Linked DNA regions of Zea mays: region 2 is linked to region 1. Evidence: chromatin contacts called from public Hi-C data. All regions are on one chromosome and are shown on one strand. The core of a region is the stretch at or near the end of the contact, and the rest is flanking DNA. Distances in the headings are between cores, read along the strand shown. Region 1 holds the start of LOC103642764. Region 2 holds the start of LOC100273360 (GDT1-like protein 3).

Region 1 (7,286 bases), core at 564-3,063:
CTAGTGCATGATTAATCTTCTAGCTCTTTAGCATGTTTGAATTCCAAAGTTTCATTTGTCTAGTCCCTTGCTGGCACTGTTGTGTCTAAATTCCTGAATGGAATTTGGTCTTCATAAACATTCAATTCAATGCTGTAATAAATTGTTCCCTTTCTTCGATATGTGCAGATTGATGCTTCGCTTGACAGTTTACTGAAGTCTCTTGATCTAGAGAAGTATTTGATAAATTTCCAGGCTGAAGAGGCACGTTCGATATATGTTGCAATTTTGTATTGTGGGTGTGACTGGTGAGTGGTGACCTTAAATATTGTTAATGGATATTCATCTTTCAGGTTGATATGAAAGCATTGGTTTACATGAATGAAGAAGATATGAAGTCTTTAGGAATTCCAATGGTACTGCAAGGACTTTGCCTTTTTCTTTCCCCAAGTTGGTTAGCATGCTTATCTCTGCTTAAACAAGAGACCTCTGGGTTGAAGCAATATGTATATATTTAAGGTGGTAGAATTTGATCAGACCGCCACTTATCCATACTTTTAGTCCCAGTTTGGCTAACGAGAAGTAACTTTGATTGGCAAACGGGATTAGAATGACCTGATTAGTTGGCGCTGTGCGTTTTCTCTGCGGTTGTCATAAATTTAAACCAGATGCTCTAAAGAGAAAACATATTCCCTTCGGTTGAAATTATTAGTTCACTTTGGCTTTGGGCTAAGTCAAACTTATTTAACTTTGGCCAAGTTTTTTTGAAAAATATATTATTACCCACAATTTCAAAATTAATGCACTATGATAACATATTTCATGAAGGATTGAATGAAACTACCTTGGTGTTGTAGATACTGGTGCACTTTTTTAAAGCCTTGGGTCAAAGTTAGAGAAGTTTATCTTAGAACAAAACCAAAGTGAGCTATAATTTGGAATGTAGGAAGTAGGCACTAAAGATATGTCCAGTCAGTGTTTCAGCTAAGCCCCACATTCATAGTACATCCAGCTATTGCCGCGTCAATGGAAAATATTGATTTCTCTTTGTGATATGCATCCCTTATTTGCACAGCTGAAAAATGGAAGCAATGTCCATTATGTTCTGGTTCCATCTCTGATTGCATTATTACCCAGCGATCATTTGATTCCAATCTACTTAGGATTGATGGATTATTGTGGATATTCTTTCATTTGTTTCATGTTTACAGGGTCCCAGGAAAAAGATACTATCAGCATTGGCTCACAGAAAGAACAAGTCTTCGAAGTCATTGCCTACCAGTACCAGTTGAGGCATCTTTAAGCTTGTGTGGTAGCTAGACAACTTGTTGATCTTGGATATGTGCAAGTGCATCATCGACCTGCAGAGTTAACTCCACTGACGAGCAAGATTCCTATCCATCAAGGCTGATGCGGTGTATAAGTAGAGAACTCCGTGATGTTGGTAGTTGAAGGCAACCAACTGATTGTTGATGTCCCTCCTATTCTGTGATCTCCGGAATATTTGTTGATCATTGGGTGTTAATTCATGATGATGCCTTGGGGATTGTTTCCCCTTGTCCGGCAAACCCAATTCTTGCTTCTTGCGTCTCACCGTCTGCATATCCATCCAAAAAGAATTGAGTTCACAGAGAAATGCTTGAGTTTAACTAAGTTCACAGAAAAATAACAGGCAACATTTATGTCTCCAAACAGGTTTAATATGAAAATATAGTATATGATTATTTTCATCTTCTCTTTGTTTTATTTTATAAAATGTATTTGTTGTCGGCTATTTTATTGTTGAACTAAAACGTGATAATGACAACGGGATAGAGTCGTCTCCAAAAGAGGAGATAATTTTCCTTTGATTTGGGGATAACTCGAGGAAGGCAGCTGGTCCATCGCCGGCGGACTGGTCGGCTTCCTGTGCGGCTGTGCCTCTCTCGTCCCTGTTTCTTATGTCTCTCTCACGTTGTAGTCACGTGCGTGCGTACGAGCGAGGGTGTTTCGTTTTGGATCGTTTTGCAGCGGCCCGTCTCGGACGCCGACGCGCAACACGGACAGATCCACCACATATATCTCTGGCCTGTGGGCCGCCTTTTGACACCTGCAGGCCGAGCACCGCACCGCCTTCCTTCCACCGTTCCGTCCGTCCCGTCCTTCCCCGTTCCTGTGCAGCACAAGCACCGACCCTGCCGTGCGCCCAACCCCGTGCGCCGCGCATGGCTATGGCGGCGGCGACCGGCGCAGGCGCGGTGGGCGAGGGGATGCGTCGGCTCACGCAGCTCTCGCTTGTCTCCAAGGTCTGCTCGGAGCTGGAGTCCCACCTCGGCGTCGCGGACCGCGTCCTCGCCGAGTTCGTCGTCGAACTAGGCCGCGCCTCCGCCTCCGCCGCCGCCTTCGCCGCCGCGCTCAGGGACCACGGCGCCGAGCTGCCGGACTACCTCGTCCGCTCCCTCCACGCCGTCATCACCGCCATCCCGGACAGCGCCCCCGCTCCCCCCGCCTCACGTGGCGCTGGTGCCCGGGGGCGCGTGGACAAGGCGGCGGGAGAGGACGAGGACCAGGAGCCGGGGCTGCACCAGGTGCGCCGGGGGAGGGTCACCCGGGTGGCCAACGCCGGATGCTTCGTTCGCCTCGACGGCGGACGCGAGGGGCTCGTGCACGTCTCCCAGATGCCCGCCCGCGGCCGCGGCCGCGCCGGCGCTACCGTCACGCTCGGCCAGGAAGTTTTCGTCAAGGTCGTCTCGGTGGACGGCGCCAAGCTGGGGCTGTCGATGCTAGACATCGATCAGGATACCGAGAGGGGTCTCCATCCGATGCGGCGTCCGCACCCTGCGGAGGAGGACGCGCCGAGGGCAAATCCGCCAGCTGATCGCCCCAGACCCGCCGGGAGGAAGAAGGGGGTTTCTGGGATTTTCGTTTCCGATGAGGACGACGACGACAAGGCTGGTCCTCCGACGCGCAGACCAACTAGGCGGATGACCTCGCCGGAGAGGTGGGAGGTAAAGCAGCTGATCGCGGCGGGGGTGTTAGATGCCAAGAACTACCCGGTGTTGGATGAGGATGAGGAGGGGATGCTTTATCAGGAGGAAGAAGTGGAGGAGCTTGAGATTGAACTCAATCAGGATGAGCCCCCTTTCTTGTGGGGAAAAGGGCGATCCTCATCTGACATGTCTCCAGTGAGGATTTCCATGAATCCTGAGGGGTCGATGAGCCGTGCGGCAGCGCTACAATCCGCACTTACTAAGGAGAGGCGTGATATTCGCACACAAGAGCAAAGAGGAATGGTTGATGCGATCCCCAAGGACCTTAACCGGTCATGGGAGGATCCCATTTCAAGTGGACGGTATCTGATGCAGGAGCTGATGGGCACAGGACTATCAGCGCAGAGTGTGCCGGAATGGAAGATGACATATGGGAAGGCCGGAACATATGGGCAGAAGTCGAGGCTTTCGATCCAGGAGCAGAGACAAAGCCTTCCAATATTCAGGCTGAAAAAGGAGCTGATCAGTGCTGTTAATGACAACCAAGTTTTGGTGGTTATCGGTGAGACTGGCTCTGGGAAAACAACCCAGGTTACACAATACCTTGCTGAGGCAGGGTATACTACAAGGGGAAAGATTGCATGTACTCAACCTCGCAGGGTTGCTGCAGAGTCAATTGCAAAGCGAGTAGCAGAGGAGGTTGGCTGTCGAGTGGGTGAGGAAGTTGGTTATTCTATACGCTTTGATGACTGCACAGGGCCTGAAACCGTCATCAAGTACATGACAGACGGCATGCTCCTCCGAGAGATTTTGGTGGATGGAGACCTGTCTTCTTATTCAGTGGTCATGCTTGATGAGGCACATGAGAGAACCATCTACACAGACATTCTCTTCAGCTTGCTAAAGCAGCTAATTAAGCGGAGAAATGATCTCAAGTTAATAGTCACTTCAGCCACTCTTGATGCGGAGAAGTTCTCTGGTTATTTTTTTGATTGCAATATCTTCACGATTCCTGGAAGAACGTTTCCAGTTGAGATACTACATACAAAACAGGCAGAGAGTGACTACATGGATGCTGCACTGATCACGGTATTGCAGATCCATCTGACCGAGCCCGAAGGAGATATCCTATTGTTCCTGACTGGCCAGGAAGAGATTGATCATGCTTGCGAGCGTCTCCATGAGAGGATGAAGGCATTCGGTGGGGACATACCAGAGCTTATAATTTGTCCTGTGTACAGTGCTCTTCCTACTGAAGTTCAGTCAAAGATATTCGAACCGGCTCCTCCTTGTAAGAGGAAGGTGGTCGTGGCCACCAACATAGCAGAAGCATCTATTACCATAGATGGGATTTACTATGTTGTTGACCCTGGCTTCGCAAAGCTAAATGTCTATAACCCAAAACTAGGGTTAGATTCACTGGTTATCACTCCGATCTCTCAGGCGTCAGCTAAGCAAAGAGCAGGGCGTGCTGGACGCACAGGTCCAGGTAAATGTTACCGCCTGTACACTGAGAGTGCCTTTCGCAATGAAATGCCACCAACAACGATTCCAGAAATCCAGAGGGCCAACTTGGGGTGGACGGTTCTGAATATGAAGGCAATGGGAATAAATGACCTTTTGTCATTTGACTTCATGGACCCTCCAGCATCTCAAGCACTCATATCGGCTATGGAACAACTGTACAGTCTTGGTGCCTTAGATGAAGAGGGTCTTCTTACTAGGCTAGGGAGAAAAATGGCTGAATTTCCACAAGAACCACCTCTTTCTAAGATGCTCCTTGCTAGTGTAGACCTTGGATGCAGTGATGAAATACTGACAATCATTGCAATGATTCAAACTGGGAACATATTCTATCGACCAAGGGAGAAGCAAGCACAAGCAGATCGGAAAAGATCCAACTTTTTCCAGCCAGAAGGTGATCATCTCACCCTACTCACTGTGTATGAGGCATGGAAGGCAAAGGGGTTTTCAGGACCATGGTGTGTTGAGAATTTCATTCAGGTAAACTCACTAAGGAGGGCACAGGACGTGCGGAAACAGCTTCTTGAGATTATGGACAAGTTCAAGCTCAATGTCATCTCTGCCGGGAACAATTCCACCAAGATAGGGAAAGCCCTCACTGCTGGATTCTTCTTCCATGCTGCAAGGAAGGACCCCAGTGACGGGTACCGGACCCTAGCTGATCATCAGCAAGTTTACATCCACCCGAGCAGTGCCCTCTTTCACCAGCAGCCACAGTGGGTGATCTACCATGAAATTGTGATGACAACAAAAGAGTATATGAGGGATGTCACAGCGGTGGACCCAAGATGGCTACTAGAGTTGGCACCGAGGTCGTACAAGTCGGTGGACCCAACGAAGATCAGTAAGCGGAAGCGCCAAGAAAGGATTGAACCTCTCTATGATAGATACAATGAACCCAACTCGTGGCGCCTGAGTAAGCGCCGCTGGTGATTTTTCATCATGTCTTGCAGGTCTTTGATGTAATGTTACTGTAGTGTATATATTAAGGTGTTCTTTCAATGCAAAGACTGGGATAATGGCAGCGCAGTGATACATGTATAGTTTTCTCTTAAATTTGGAAGACTTATAAGGAATATCTTTTCCCTTTTAAACTGGATGCCAACTGATGATGAATTTATCAGCGATTTGCTTGATTTATGCTGCTTTGGTTGAAACTTATTGAATATTTATCACAGACTCAGCGTGTTTACACATTAAATCTGGGTATCGTTATATGTAGCAAAAGTTATCACATTTGAGAAGATACCCCTTGTGACTGGATCAGTGATGATATGATATGCAACAGGCGAAAAGTTTGACACCTGATTACAAGAATGTGAAAGATGGACCAATAGAGGCACTGATTTCAGATCTGGGGCTCTGTCTGTTTATTAGCCTTTTGCTGTTTGAGCTTTGATTTGTAGGAACCTTCTGTTTTGATGTGTTCTAACCTGTGTTTCCTTTGGCTGGATTGTTGAACTACTCTCCAACAATAAAATACTAGTTTCATGATTATCGGTGCCAGATTCTGGAGGTTATGTTTTTGTCAAACGTTTCATCTCTTAAATGGCCATGCACTAACACCACTGTGTTTTATGTGCAGTTAACTCCTGCTGTCGCCTGAGCTCTGAACCGATGCTTTATTTTCTGTCTTGTGCATGCATTGTCCAATGGGCGTGTTACCTGACAGTGTCTGCATTTTGGATGCCCCAAACGGAGACATAGAGTTGCTGCTTTAGTCGTTCATTTACTTTCTGTTTTCCCCTGGGCTGTTCACTCCTCGCTGATCCCTGACCTTAGCTTGTACGCACAAATTTCTGCTGTACATCACAAATTACACCAAACAGAAGTTCAAATCATGTAGAGTTTTTTTTTTCTGCTGAAGCTGCAATCTGAAATTTGAAAATGTTTGTCTGGCTAAAGATCTTATGGAAGCAAAGCGGACTCTTGAGGAAAATCAAAGGAAGCGGTATGTTCCATATGCGTGTCTCACATGCACTATTTCCATCTCCAAATTGCTTCTTGAAGAAGTGATGGTTTTGTTTACTTGCAGGATGATGGAAAGTGGGATAGCAGATGAAGAGGAGAAAAAGGTCAAGAGAGAGAATACGGCGGCATATAGCAGACGCTAAGGTCTGTTGCGGCATGCTGGTAATAATCCTGCTTAATTACACAAATAATCATGTAGTACTTTTTACTGTAACTTTTTTTTGTGACATTTTTATTGTCTTGGATTTCTACATCGAAAAAAAAACCGTCACTCGATGTTTCCAGAGTCAGATGCATGAAAAATCGCAGCCTATATCTTTTATAGTTTACATGGTGACGGTGTAGTAGTAGTATTGTGGTAGAAGCTGGGAAGGGAGGCAGCGACTGCTCACTGTCACTGACTGCTGTGTTGCCGATGGCGATGGGGGCGTGGGGTGCAAAGCATTGAATGGCTTTTATTCTCGTGGAGCAGAGCAGGGAGAGGGATGGATGGGGGAAGAGAAGACCCCGTGCTGTGCCTGCTGCCCGGCACATGACATGCTTTGTGCGACGTAGTACGGGGGCATAGTACTTGCTTGCTCTTGGGAGCTTCAATTCTGTGCTGGCGGAGTGGATGGGACTGGCTGGGATTGGGAGGAGGTGCCAGCCACCACGTACTCCTACGTGTCTATAGCATGTGAGGACCACGCCACGGCCGTCGGAATCGAATCGAACTCTAGCTGCCGGCAGCTCGACGACGCTAGCTGTCGGGGACCATAATTAGGGGTACTCTCAAGACGTCTAATTTTCAGCTGGTAACCCCATCAGCATAAAGCTGCAGAGGCCTGATGGGTACGATTAAGT
Region 2 (6,807 bases), core at 1,746-4,245, 210 kb after region 1:
CCGTGCCCTGAGATATCTTGGAGGCCAGCATGCTGCCGCCCACCACCGCGATCGACGTGCAGATGGTGTGCCCCAAGGTCGCTCCCGTAGCGACTCCGACCGCGTTCTTGTGGGTCGCCAGCTGCATTGAGGACGACCATGCTTCGAGTTCGGTTATGGAGGTTGGATGAGCAAGAAAGAGAGCTGGAAAATCCAGTTTGAAGAGGGAGAATTGAACCGTACCGCTATTGTAGCTATCTGACTTCGGTCGCCCCACTCCGCCAAGAAGGTCAACACAAATGACTGGAAATCGAAAGTCAAATACGTCATACAGAAAGCGAGGGATACACTTGGCACTGCTGCAGCATCATACAGGAAGCTAGTGTTAACAGAAACATGCAGTGTCAGAAAGGATTCTACATCCTCGGAAAGAAGGCAAATGATAGCACAAGATCTCACAATCCATCACAAAGTCAGAAGCCTGTAAATGCAGGTTTCAGAGAGAAAAAAAAAGTGTAGATGAGGAGAAAGGCAAGGGGGGACCTACCTCCAGGAAAATAGGAGTGCAGAATCTCGAGAAAACACGTCGAAATGTTGACTTCCCTTGGCCTGCTTCCAGCTTTTCCTCTACCTGTATATGTCAAGGAACAAAAGATGCGTAGTCTGAAAAAGGAACATGACAAATAACAGTCTACTGACAACCAATGGGCAGCCTGAAGTCTGAACAATGAGGTGCTGTAATAACTCTGGACACAAGCAGCTAAATATCATATTTCAAGCACAGGCATATCCTACGAACATTGTAACCGGTCTGATGCTTAGCATGGAAAAATGTGAACAATTTGATGTAAGAAAAATCCACATACCTCTTCTATTTCCTTCTTCTGTGATGCCTTGGAATCTGACCTCCAAGCGATGTACAGGAGCCGTAGCCCAAAAAATGCATAGAGGACTGAAGCACAAAACAACAAAAGAGAAGATATCAGATTGCGCTGCTACTCGTAAATGCTATAGAACTGATATGACATCAAGATTGTTACAATATCTTAAGAATCACAAGTTTCAGAATATTCATGTCCAAATGGTACATATACATCGATAAGACCTTGGAAGGCCATTAGTTGCACAAACAAGCAGCAAATGTCCTTTCTTGGCCCAAGTTACTAAAATTTGGATTTTTCTTATGATTACTGTCATTGGACGAAGCAGCCTCTCCGCATTTGTGACAGGAAGGCTTGCATCGGTTTACCCTTTCCTCATATTCCATTCATGTGGGAGCCTCCGACAATAGATCTGCCCTTTTTATTACTGTCCTTGGGTAATGGAACAATCTAGCAAATGATTGCACCCACTACAATTATATACAAGCATTGACTTTGAAGCATACATATCTACTCCCTCCGTCCCACTATATAAGGCATAATCACCTCTAATTCAAAGACTAACAAATGTATTTAATTCTCTCTATACTACTACATCGATGTATGCATATATATAGAGAGCACGCCTTAGGGCGTCTGCAATAGCTGTCTCAAATAGCTAGCTGATGTGGAGCTGAGATAAGAATAAAAATAGTAATTTATCTTACCACTAGTACATGGCCCCACACGTAATACACTCAGTTTCTTAGAATACGTGAAATCTCCTATCTATTTGCTCGTCGCTAGCTATTCTTGTTTTCCCTGCATTTTTCTATCCACATAAGAAAGAGAGTGAATCTAGCCAGTGAAATAGCTAGCCATTGGAGTCGCCCTTATATTATGGGACTAGAATAAAAAGTGTAGCACCTAAACTCTGATCTGATTAGATGCAGATATGTCACATCTAGTGTACCACTTCAGCTACTTGAAGGTCAAGTAGTCATCGGTGTTAGTGGTTAATATGTTTATCAGTGCTTCAATTGGGGCCATCCATCTGTTACCCTGATTTGATCCCCAACCACTAGGATCTCTAAACATTGGATCACCTTTATCAATAGTACACAATAAGGTGACATTCAGATAAGCCATACCTGTCGCCGCGCTGTTAGTGTGCTTCCTCGATATCAAATTCGGAACAATCCTGCCTAGTCCAGTAGACAGCACCTAAGAATGCAACACCACGGAGGCACAGAAGGATCAGTCATACTAGCAAGTACTAGCAGCTTCGTTTTTCTTCCCCCAAACAGAGCTGCCAAAAGCTTCAGTGGAGCATGTAACCTACCGTCATAACTACAAGCGCCGACAGTGCGCCCGAGAGCACCGTCGACTTGGGGTGCCGCATCGCCATCAGCGCCGCGATGATGAACGTCTCATCGCCAATCTTCACCCCGGAGATGACACACAGACATTCAGAGATAGGTTATGATTTACCAAGGCTTGGAGGGCGCGTATATACGCGCGGCAGAAGCAAACACACGAACTGCGGGTGGCCCGGAAGGCCGGTAGCCACACCTCGCTGACGACGATCATGGACAGGCTGGCGAAGAAGGCGTCGAGGAGCCCCAGCCCCGTGTCGTGCGCCCCGGCCGCGGCCCCGCGCACCGTGTGGTGGAGGAACATCTGGGAAGCAGAGCACACGGGAGGCGCGTTCAGTGACAGAGCAACCTAGTCCTCTCTCATACAGTCAAGTCAGAGCCGAGGCACGCAGCGTGCTCACCTTGGTGCGGCGGTCCAGGCGGTCGGCGCCGACGCCAGTGCCATTCCCGGCAGCGCCATTAGCATCCTGACAGCAGAAACGCAGAGAGCCGGAGCGTGAGACCGCCGGAGCCGAGCCTTGCTGGACTCCAGGGAAACGGGCGAAGCACGTGGGACGCGGTTGGAAACGCTCTCACCTGGTCGGCGGCGGAGACGGGGGCGGGGACGGAGAGGGCGAGGAGGAGGACAAGTGCGGCGGCGGCGGCGACGGCGCGTATATGCATCGCAGCGGAGCGGAAGGCGACGCTAGATCCGCGCGTGCAGCAGTCTGGGCGGGGAGCTGTCGGCGCGGCGGGACAGGACGGTGCCGGGATCTCGGAGGAGAGGAGAGCAGCGGGGGCAGCCAGCCGGGCGACCCGCGTGCGCTCGGGATGGCCGAGGAGTTAAAAAGGAACGGAAAAGAGGGGTCCAGCCCAACCCAAACCCAAGGTGGACCTGCGGCTGATCAGCGCGTGGCCCCTGCCCGTTCCGCGTTTCCTTCCCGGATCCCGTGCCGTTCGTTGTCCAGCCTGCAAACCGACGGCCCGACGCGCCGATTGGCGATTGCACTCAGCCTCCACTTCTCTCTCTTCTTGTAGGTAAAAATTTCAGCCTCGGTTTAGGATTTAGGAACACGAGAGCCCTTGACGAAGAAAAAGCGTAGAATTCCGGTGCCTCGTCGAGCACTTGAATTGAGTTGGGGTACGCCAACCCCTGCCGAACTTGCTACTCTACGGATTCTTTCTCCTTTATTTCTGCACCACTCTGACGTCTCCGTTAGGTCAGATATCACGTAGCGACGTTGACGCACGTGAGCACCAGCGACGAATCCGGGTCCGGCGATGGTCGCTCCCAAGTCCCAAGCTACCGCAACGTCAACGAGAAAAGACTTGGGTATTTGGGCACGTCTTTGCTCCTGCTTGGAGTGCGAAATGGATCCCCCAAACTATGCTGATCCGTCGATCCCGTGCCAAAAAAACGGCATTTTGATTTCCCGCACAGCATCCTTTGTCCCAGCAACTGACTTGACTGATAAAAGGACACGGCGAACCAGCTCCTACCGTGTCCGAAGGAATCACATGTAGATATAACTCAACCAAAGAGGCTGTCATACAAAGGTACAACACACTATAATACACCTCTTTATCCTTGCAATTGACTTGGCTAAATAAAGAGATGTTTGTTTGGGATTATAATTTGTCTAGATTATATAATCCAACAAATTTTGAACGAACATTCGTTCAAAATTTGTTGGATTATATAATCTGAGCAGAATATAATCCCAAACAAATACCCCTAAGAATACTCTGCAAACAAAGTTACAAAGACACGGCAAAACAGCTCCAGTTCTTACCGTGCCCGAAGGAATCACATTCACGTGATTTTTCAACTACAGAGTCTGTCATGAAAAAGCACAAAAATCTGTAATCTGGAAATAACCTCTGAAGTCATACCGCAGTGACCTTGTCTTCCAGCAAGCATTATCTGTCAACTATTACAAACACTGGATGCCACTTAGAACTGCACTTATATCATATGATCATCTCGCCGAGCTCATTGGACTTCACAACACATAAACAGCGTGAACGATAACTGCCGGCATTAGCCTCAGTATCACACATACCAATATTAAAATGACTAGCTAAATATATTCATCGTCACCGAAGAGAATCCTCTAACTAATCATAAAACATGCTCCTGATAACAGGGCTTCAAAGAGTACTTGCAACACAACTCAAAGAAAAGACCAGGCTAGTAGGCTACAACTTATACACATATGTAGTTCTGTACTCCCTAAGGCCAGGGGTTATCTAGATCAGGCTTCTTGACAAATAGCTGATTGTATTGAGGCTGTGACATCTGCAGCAAAATTCATCCAACAATAGGTGTAAGGCATGAATCCCAAAATACCAGATAAAACAACCTGCAAAATCATACTGCATTCCTCCGTATTGAGGTAACAAAATCACATAAGAACACGATTTCCTACTGAGCCATGCCAATGTAATAGGCCAATAGCTAGGCCTCAAAACCGAATAATCTGGGTGACCAAACCATGAAAATAAACATGACGATTATATCTACATTCCAAGTGCTGTCTTGTACTAAAAGAACATAACTCATATGCCAGGAAGTCCTACCGTGGACAAAAATACTACATTCTACCTGTTCTGAAGAAATGGATCCTACCACCTACCGGACATTCAATAACACTGAAATTTCCTGATTTGTGTGGAGGAGAATATTTGCTTTCAGCAGTGGCAGAGGACAAAATAATAATGAGGCATGACTGAAAAAGGACAAAAAAAGAGAAAAACATGATGCAACACGTAGAACCACGTAGTAGGACTTGAACCTAGAACCTGTTAATCGCAAGCAGTATGAACTTACCACTACACCAAACATGATTTTTAGGTATGGCTCTAGCCATAGTTGACCATAGCGGGTGCTCCGCCACAGGCTTTCAGTAAGCTACTATAGGTTCTATGATGTAGGCTGGTTTCTCAATAATCACTTCAAGGTAATAGCTAGGTCTTTGAATCAAATTATGTGGATGGCCGCATCACATCAATGCATAAAACTAGTGGTTTCTGCCAAAACACAAACAATTCATGAACGCAGGTGGACCCACGTGTCATTACACCAAGTCTCTACATAATAGGGGTGCAAACATTTTCAGTCACGAATTTCCAATTGTATAATATATCTACCCTGCTGATAAAGCACCACCGATGTTTCCATTGTGACATCTACCCAGAAAAACCTTCCCCTCTGATACAGCCTCCTCTCTACTCACACCAAAAAATGTACCCAAAAAACACAGCATACAAATGAACCATCTAGATGCCTTCTGAGGCCCTGTTTGTTTCGGATTATAATCTACCCAAATTATATAATCTGACGTAAATAATCTGGCAGGTAAACAAACACCTAGATTATAGGTCCAGATTATATAATCTAAAGCCCAGATTATGATAATTTCATAATCTCGTCAAGAGGAGCTTATTTGGGATTATTTTTGGTAGAAGACCCACTATATGTTCACAAAATTACAAAGTCTGTCATTCACCTTTCCCAAATCGGACGTACAGTTATCTTCAAATCGCACGTACAAGCGTCTCCTTCTCCCACCGTGCAGCGTTCTTCTCTCCTACAGATTATAATCTACGCAACCAAACAACTATCTACAGATTATAATCTGTACAAATTATAATCTACATTATATATAATCTATAAACTGAAACAAACAGCTCTGAGTCCTCTCTCATTACTCACTCAAATCTAACGGACACGGTCCTCTGTATCCTCCTCCTCAGCCCCTACCATCTCCCACGTCCGACTTCTCATGTCCCCAACACACAACTCCAACTCCTCTCCCCACCCAGCACCATCGTGTCACGCACCCTGATCCTGCCCTGTGGCCAGCATGTGCTGAGGTAAGTTCTTTTTTTACAGTTTTGTAATACATTAAAAGCTTGTTTTTTATGCAAAGCTACATGGTGATATAGACACAAACAACTTCTGAATTTCTTCGCAAAGCCACTGCAGGCCTGGCACTACCTAATACTATCGCACAACATGTCCAGCAAGTCCTAATACAATGGCCTCAAGAAGTCCTAATTAGCAAGTTATATGGATAAATTTTGCAATTAGCGAGTTATTTAAACAACGAATGTACACCAAATAATCATTTTTCAATTGTCATACTTCTTATTATTTGTTTTTGTTGGACTGCAGATTTCAGGGTCAACCGGGCAAGTGATATATGGGCAGTGGCTGACTGGTAGTAGCTCAAAATATAATTTCCTTTTTGTTTGCCATAAATTAGAACTAAAGGTATTGAGCTTTGGAGGAAGAAGTCTTGAAGGGGCTGTTATAGGAGAAACCAACAAACATGTAACTGTATCATGTTATGAACTTACTTCTGTTAATTTGAGCTACACACTTTAGTACTTTACTGAGTCATTCATTTATGCTGGACAAAACTCTTTCCTTGTTGGTATATTGATTTTTTATGCATACCAATTGATTACTTTTTTATAATGATATCAATTAAAAAAATCATCACTGGAGTCAGATCATGTTTTTATATTGTCAAGATTGTTTTGCCGCCATCATTTGCATGGATAATGTTTTTTTCTTACCTGAAACAGTTATATTTCCTTTTTCGGCA

What was found. Hi-C and Micro-C count contacts between places; a contact is called where the count stands out from the background.
Region 2: a contact with region 1 is called in a Hi-C map of leaf, with 8 times the contacts expected there. The contact joins the promoter of LOC100273360 here to the promoter of LOC103642764 in region 1. A contact is called at or near these places in 5 of 25 Hi-C or Micro-C datasets (bundle sheath, ear, endosperm and 2 more).

What each region holds. Positions count from the first base shown.
Region 1 is chr1:197,376,062-197,383,347 of Zm-B73-REFERENCE-NAM-5.0, forward strand. It overlaps LOC103642764, which reads left to right and starts at 1,814. Exons shown (of 1, transcript NM_001368297.1): 1 at 1,814-5,566. The coding sequence starts at 1,920. The coding sequence ends at 5,405. LOC100194223 reads left to right here. Exons shown (of 6, transcript NM_001139264.1): 4 at 169-243; 5 at 333-395; 6 at 1,191-1,547. The coding sequence ends at 1,271.
Region 2 is chr1:197,588,918-197,595,724 of Zm-B73-REFERENCE-NAM-5.0, forward strand. LOC100273360 (GDT1-like protein 3) reads right to left here and starts at 2,996. Exons shown (of 9, transcript NM_001147799.1): 1 at 2,792-2,996; 2 at 2,617-2,682; 3 at 2,412-2,519; 4 at 2,182-2,280; 5 at 1,991-2,063; 6 at 846-931; 7 at 527-610; 8 at 223-282; 9 at 1-121. The coding sequence starts at 2,878. It overlaps LOC100277175, which reads right to left. Exons shown (of 3, transcript NM_001346288.1): 2 at 5,704-5,798; 3 at 4,263-4,493. The coding sequence ends at 4,445.